Linked DNA regions of Oryctolagus cuniculus: region 1 is linked to region 2. The links are chromatin contacts, called in public Hi-C maps. All regions are on one chromosome and are shown on one strand. The core of a region is the stretch at or near the end of the contact, and the rest is flanking DNA. Distances in the headings are between cores, read along the strand shown. Region 1 holds the start of TLE3 (TLE family member 3, transcriptional corepressor). Region 2 has its middle 190 kb from the start of TLE3.

Evidence for each region. A called contact is a pair of places that touch in the nucleus more often than the background predicts.
Region 1: a Hi-C map of an unstated tissue shows a contact between it and region 2, with 2.1 times the contacts expected there. The contact joins the promoter of TLE3 here to the enhancer-like site in region 2. A contact is called at or near these places in 2 of 6 Hi-C or Micro-C datasets (skin fibroblasts and an unstated tissue).

Annotation. Positions count from the first base shown.
Region 1 is chr12:92,635,302-92,638,983 of mOryCun1.1, forward strand. TLE3 (TLE family member 3, transcriptional corepressor) reads right to left here and starts at 1,407. Exons shown (of 20, transcript XM_008249826.4): 1 at 1,275-1,407; 2 at 649-749; 3 at 154-217. The coding sequence starts at 1,298.
Region 2 is chr12:92,444,539-92,448,222 of mOryCun1.1, forward strand. No RefSeq gene overlaps it. Among named protein-coding and RNA genes, the nearest start is that of TLE3, 190 kb to the right of the region's middle. Within about 2 kb of position 2,008, at least 1 of the 8 cell types and tissues checked has an H3K27ac peak or open chromatin away from gene starts, as enhancers often do.

The DNA.
Region 1 (3,682 bases), core at 157-2,656, 190 kb after region 2:
CCCAAGTGGCCGATGCCAGGGGAAGCCAGTGAGGGGCGCAGGGCATTCCCGCCCAGCCCCCCTTCCCTGAAGAGCCGCCGCGGCCGCGGTGGGGAGTGAGCCCCGGTCCCCGCGCCGCCGGCGGGGTCGCCGCCTTCCCGGGCCGCCTCTCACCATCACATAATGGCGCTGCATCTCGGTCTTCTCGTTCGCCAGCTTGTCGTACTCCACTTTGAGGCTGCGAGGGCAGAGGAGCCAGCTCAGGCCTGGCGCCCGCACGGCCGCCTCCGAGGCCGCAACCCCAGGGCCTCCGAGAGCCACTTTCCCATTTCCTGGACACCAACCCTCCCCGGGGGGGGGCACCCCACTATCCCGCAGCGTCGGGGCGCACAGGGGCTGGGGTCCACGCCGTGGGCATGGGGGAGCAAGGCAACTGGAAACTTCCCACGGAAGAGCGAGCCCGCTCACCGCGACCGCAGGGGGAAGGACCCCGACCTTCGGCCGCGGGCAGCACAGGGTTAAGGCGGCGCGCTCGGAAAGGGGAAACAAAAGGCGGAGGCCCCAGTGGCCCCGCCGCCCGGGGTCGGGAGCCCCCTCCGTCGCAGCGACGGGGATGCCCCCTCCCTGCCGGCCCCGGGGCGCTTGCCCACCCCCCTCCCCCGGCCTTACCTGTGATACTGAGCTTGCAGGAACTGGAATTCGTCTTTGATCCTGTCACAAGACTCAGCCACCGTGAATTTAAATCCGGGCTGCCCGGGTTGATGGGGAGCCTGCAGCCCGCGAGGACGAGACAGGGGAGGGGCGCGGGCGTCAGCCGGGGCTCGGGGCCTCCGCCGCGTCCTCGGCCCCTCCCCGCCGGCTGCCCCACCAGAGAGGCCGCCCTCACAGCCCACAGCCTTCCCCGCAAGTTCCTCGGCTCCCCGACGGCGCGGGGGGAGGGGGCGCCCCGGGTCCTCCGGCTCAGTCGCGAGGTTTCCACCCGCAAACAGAGAGGCGGGGGCAGGGAGAACGCGGGGCGAGTTGGAGACTTAAGAAAGGGGGCGGGGGGGTCACGAGAACGGCTTCCCCTCCGGCCCCGGCTCGGGACTGACCTCGCAGGTCCGCCGAGTCTCTCGGTCCCCAGCCCCTTTGTGTGAGCGCGCGCGCGCGCACTCACACTGCACAGACACACACACACACGCACAGACACACACACCCCATAAAGGTAGCAACAAGCAAAATGGAGGTGCCGGATAAACTGCCTCGTTTACCCTGCCATGATAGATGCTTAAATAAACCGAGTTGCAATTACTCACCGGATGTCTCCCTTGCGGATACATGGCAGGGAGGGGTCGTGATTCCGAGAGCTTGGAAGCGCCGAGAGCCCGGGCCGGGGAGGTGCGGGAGAGGGGGGAGCCGAGCCCGAGCGGGGGGCGGCCGGGAAACCGAGAGCTCGCCCCCGGCCCCCCCAGCTCGCTCTCGCAGCGAAATCCCAGAGTCGGGCGCCCGCCTCGAGCGGAGACAAAGAGCCGCGGAGCGGGCGGCAAAGTCGTCGGAGGCCGGGCGGCGGGCGCGAGCTTTGTGCGCCTAGGGCTCGGCGGGCTTCGGCCGGCCGCCTTCCCGGGGCTGCGTCGAGCGCGTCAGGGCCGGGGGCTGCGCGGACATCGTCGGCTCCCCGGCGAGTCCGGCGCGGGGTCCCGAGGCCGGGGGCCCCTCCGGATCACTCAGCAGCGCGTCGCGCCGGGGCTGCCCCAAGCATCCGGGGCGCGCGAGTCCGACCCCCAGAGCAGCTGGGCCCGCGGCTCGCGGCGAGAAGAGAAGACAGGCGCCGAGCTGGAAGCTCGGGGCCGCAGGAGCGCCGGAGAGTGAGGGCTGGAGCCCGCCGCGGGCGCTTCGACGCCCCCCCTCGGAGAGGAGAGCCTGCTGTTCCGTCTGCTACCGCCGCCGCCGCCGCCGCCGCCGCAAGCCCTTCCCAGGGCCGGGGAGGAACTCCGGGCTCAGTAGGTGCAAATCAACCTCCCTGGCATCCTAACTCCAGCGGGCACCGGAAGCTTCTCCGTGAACGGGTCCTCGCCGCTCCCGGCTGGAGCGCCGCGTTCCCCACGAGGAGCGCTCGGCGCCACCGCCGCGGCCGCCTCGGAGCGCGCCGGCAGGAGAGCGCTGGAGGGGAGACGCAGCCGGAGGCCGGGCAGCTCTGCGGCTTCCTCCCTTCCCCTCGGCCCGGCTCTCCGCGCCCCGACAAACCCCCAAAACACACACCTCCCCCCCACCCACAGCGCGCGCGCGCGCGCGCACACACACACACACACACAAACACACACCCCCAAAAAAAGTGCCCGGGACCTGCGGATACCACACACAGACAGGCGAGGGGGACGAGCACGAGGTCTGAACTGCCGCGAGAGCAGTTCCAAATAGGGACTGAAAAGTAACAAAATAATGTGGCAGCTTCGCCCGGCCGCAGCCAATGGGCGCGAGCCGTCCCCACGTGGGGCCGCGGAACTCGGCCCGCGACTGGCCGCCGCCGGGCGCGACGTCACAATGCCCTCTTGTGTCTAAAACTATGCATGAAAAGTAGCAATCAGGCCCTACCCGCTGGTGACTTTCGCATGGGAGTGAAAACCAGCGCTCCTCAGATCAGGAATTAACCGAAAGACATATAATAAATAGATATATATTATAGTCCCGGGCTGCTGGAGTTCCTCCCCGCCCCCGCCTCTCTTTTTTTCCCACGATCTACTAGCAAATAATTATTTGGCGGGTGGGGGTTAGGACGGATGACGGGAATAACAACAAAAGGATAAAAGACTAGCGAGCGGCGCGGAGCTCCAAACCTGTGGCTGGGAGGACCGGATCGGTTTATGCCGCAGCCGCGGCAACGGTTCGCCCCTGTAATCCCATTAGGCCGGCCGAGCGGCCCAATTAGACACTGTAAGACAACCACTTCGTCACGTTCTCGTTCTAGGACCCCTAAGATGGTGGCTCCCCAAGTTGCCTCCGACCTCTCACAGCCCGCTGGGAGCCCCCAGCGTCCCTTCTTTGTTCGCTCGCCCGTCCTAAGCCCAAAACTGCGCCTGCGACGCGCGGCGGCCGCCCGCCCGGGAGCGGTCAGAGGGACTCAGACCCCCGCGGGGGTCCCCGCTGTGGGACGGCTTCGCCCGCGCCGAGGGCGCTGAGAAGACGCGGTCGGGGCCGCGCGGGACTGCCGAGCTCCGGCCCGCACACCGCCAGCTCCGGCGGCCCCGCGCTCGCGGCTGAGGGGGGCGCGGGCCGGGGGTCGCGCCTCAGCGCCTCCGCGGGCCCGGAGACGGCGGCGCGCCCGCGCCCGCGCGCGCGCCCGGCTCAGTGTTTTCCCCTCATTAGCAGCCGGAGCTTCGCTTTCGCATCTTAATGAGGCGAGCGCGAGCGGCCGCTCCGAGGCCGGTGCGCGGGGAGTCACACGTGAGCGCCCGCTCGGGCCGCCAGCCCCGGCCGTGCTCCTCTCTTCATTTATTTATTCTCCTAAATAAAAACATAAATCGTGTGCGGCGCGCACCGGAGAGGGGGGTAGGGAGAAGCCGGGCTCGACAGATGCGAGCATCTGGCCGCAGCATACATTACACACAAAATGGCTCCTCTCCGGAGCTTCCTTTCCCCTCCCCCTCTCCGCCCGCCCCCTTACGTCACGGGTGGGCGCACCCGCTTCCTGCCCGCCCCGCCCCTCTCGCACGGCGGTGCCCACGTG
Region 2 (3,684 bases), core at 758-3,257:
CCTGCAGTTACGATGTGATCCCCGGGGACAGCGGCCCTAGCCTGCAGTTACGATGTGATCCCCGGGGACAGCGGCCCTAGCCTGCAGTTACGATGTGATCCCGGGGACACGGGGTGGAAGGTGTGAAGAGGTTCTCTCTTTGCTATTTCTTACCACTGCAGGTGCATCTATAATTACCTCCAAGTAAAACGTTAACAAAAAGGAGCTGGCATTGTGTCACCTGCAACGCCGGCATCCTATATGGGCACTGGTTGGAGTCCCGGATGCTCCGCTTCCCATGCAGCTCCCTGCTAACGCACCTGGGAAAGCAGTGGAGGATGGCCCCAGTGCTTGGACCCCTGCCACCCATGTGGGAGAGCTGAGTGAAGGTCCAGGCTTGGGCTTGACCGAGCCCCAGCTCTTGTGCCATTTGGGGAATGAACCAGAGAATGGAAGATCTCTCTCTCTCTCTCTCTCTCTCTCTCTCTGTAACTCTGCCTTTCAAATAAAAAAAAAATAAGTAAACCTTTTAAAAAGTTGAGAAAAAAATAAGCAAAGTGTTGTCCCCATTGAAACATTCCCACTCTCAGTTCCTCTTTTCTGTTTCACCATTGCAGTAAAAACCACTTCCTGTGACAAAGGGTGAGATTCTTCTCAGGAGAGAGCAGCGGAAAGAGACTCGAAAGGCGCCATTAGTCCTCCCTCCCTCTAGGTCTGTTTTCAGAGCACCCGTGCCTTAGTGCTGCACACTTCTGAGCTCTGACAACCCCCACAGGATGCTGGGAGCCCGCCAAGAACAGAAGCATCACCAGCTGCATCTGTAGCCTCCCAGCATCTGGGCATCAAAGCCACCCCCTGCTCTCACGCACACCGCTTCAGCGTCTATCAACACACAAGGGGAGTCCCGTTGGATATCCTTTGTGTGTGCCTCTCATACACTGCGAGAAGGGGCTATGATGCAGTGCCTGGAACTCTTCTACTCCATGGTGATGGACGTGCACCCAGGCTAGCCCTGATGGCAGCGATTGGTACACGTGACCCAACCTAGACCAATCAGAGCCTTGCAAAGACTAGCCTGCTGGGTCTGCTACTGGTCTGTAGGGAGGTTGGAGCTGCCAGCAGTCATCCTCCTAGGCTGCAGGGAGAAACAGAACTCTCCGTAGGAGTGCATGCAGCCAACACACGGAGGGATTAGCGGAGGGAAGGAGGCAGGTGGAGGAGACCCTGCTTTGGGACTATCCTCTGCACACAGTCATGCCTGCCCTGGCTCCTGAGGGGACGTTCTGGGTACACTGGGCCATGAGGTGCTCCCTTTTATTTATTTATTTTTTTAAGATTTATTTATTGGGGTTGGCGTTGTTGTGTAGCAGGGAAAGCTGCCATCTGCAGTGCCGGCATCCCATATGGGCGCCTGTTCGAATCCCAGCTGCTCCACTTCTGATCCAGCTCTCTGCTATGGCCTGGGAAAGCAGTGGAAGATGGCCCAAGTCCTTGGGCCCCTGCACCCACATGAGAGACCGGGAGGAAGCTCCTGGCTCCTGGCTGGCCCTATTCCAGCCATTGTAGCCATTTGAGGAGTGAACCAGCGAATGGAAGATTCTCTCTCTCTCTCTCCCTCTCTCTCTGTCTCTCCTCCTCTCTCTGTAACTCTGCCATTCAAATAAATAAAAGACATCTTTTGAAGAATGCTATTCCCTTTGTACCTCGACTCTTTTTGGCTGGTTGCACCACTCATACTGAAACCCCAGCCCCTGCACAACCATTTTGTTCAAAGTGATTTACCTTCTAGCGGGAGCAACAGCTTCTGTCTCATTCTGCTTCTATTACAGGAGAAATGATCATTCCAGGCACTGCCCTGCAGCACACTAGGAGGTGCCGTGTAATCGGACCCATGAGTCACCAGGCCCTCCGGCTTTTGTCACGGGTTTTTTGGTAATGGGGGTTGCTTGGCAAGGCGTGGCACCTGGGTTAAGCCAGACCGACCCAAGCCCTCCGTCTGGGATTTGGGGATTTCACTGCGAGTCAGCATGAATCAGATGCTGTTTGTGCACTCAAATCTGCAGCCCACGGGTTTCTGCTGTGTAGACGAGAGAAGCAGGGCCAGTGTGAGCACCGGAAGGACAGGAAGCCCTTATTGGGAGGGGGGAGGGGGACCCCGTGGCTTCTCCTTCCCACTCCTTCCTGGGGTCAGGATCCTGTCACACATCCTGGTGTCCTCAAATGAAGCTCCCCTTCTCCTTCTAAGTGAAATCCGATTGGCTTCCACCTCTTGCAGATGAGAAGTTTTCCATAATACGTTCAAGTCTTTGCTGACGTGGACAAGACTTCCGGCAGCCTTGTCTTCCCCGTCTGCTCTCCTCCTGCTCAGTCCAACGTGCGATTGCCGACACACGTAGCTGACGCAGAAGGTAGGGAACGTATGTCACCATGGTCAAACCAGCAGGAGAAAATCCCGCCCTTCCAATGCTGGTCCGTAAAAGGATGCAGCGATGCCTTCATGGCCCCTGCAGGGGGTGGGGGCGGGAGGGCGGGGTGTGGAAGTTTCCCTGTTCCCACGGAATCAGTCAGCTCCGGGGGCAATGTGCCCTTCCAGCCTCCGTGTGTCAGCCTCCGTTTGAAACCACGGCCCTCTGCCAGCTCATGCCGTCGCAAAAGCAGGCCGTGTGAGACTGCTTGCGAAGGCACCGACTTTTCCCTTTCGCTAGCACCATTTTTGGAAAGTGCTGGCCTCAGACGCCCTGGAAGCTAACACTTCTGCAGAATGAAGCAGTTCCGGAGGGGGAGAAGTGGCAGAGACCAAATGACCCGTTGAAGCTGAATCACCAGCCTCAGAGATAGGGGAGGTTTGTTGTTGTTGTTTTAAGAAATACCATTCTGCCTGGGCGGGGGGGGGGGGGTACCCCTCTCTCGCTTGCTCTTCCAATTACTGATTGTCTTAACACTGTCTCCAAAGATAATTGCCTGTCACTGTATCAGTATGTAACACCTCGGGGTGAACGCTGCTCCTGCCCCACCTGTGTGGGCGCTAATACACACCAGGGGGGAGGGGGGAGTCCACCTGCCTCCCTGCCATCACCCAGAATCCGGATCGCCTGGGGCAAGGAGGCCGCCCGCCTCTCTTGCTCACCCCTGGTTAGCACAGGAAGACGGGTGCAGGGTGGGCTGGGAGCAGACACGTAGGCTCCCCAGAAAAGTCGTGTTGTCATCACCTTGCCACCAAGGATGGCTTCCCCAAAAGTCCCTGCTGAGGACACAAGTGGAGGGAGCCAAGATGTGGCTTCCTTTCTTTTTTTAATTAGCCATCTATCCTATCACCTACCAAAAAAACAGCCATAGATCAATAGGTTTTGTAATTACGGAGTTGGTGAAAGTCAAGTGTGTTCACAACGAGTCACGGTTGGAGAGGTTCTTTTGTAGTTTTTAAAAGCAGAATGGAAGAATGGTGGAATGCCGGGACTGCAGCTTCTTCGTTAAAGCCTGTTGCGTTAAATATTTCAAGAGGGGAAAGAAAAAACTCCCCATTTCAAATTAAATGGAGCCCATTCGGTGACTGCATGAGCATCGCGTGGAGTGAGTGTCAATTAAAGTGATAAGTAGTGGGCCTGGCACCGAGTTCTGGATTGTTCTGAGATCCGTTTCCCCGCCGTGGCCATTCAGTGCTTTGGGGGAAATTGAAACTGATCTTCCAAGTGTGACCTGGGCTGC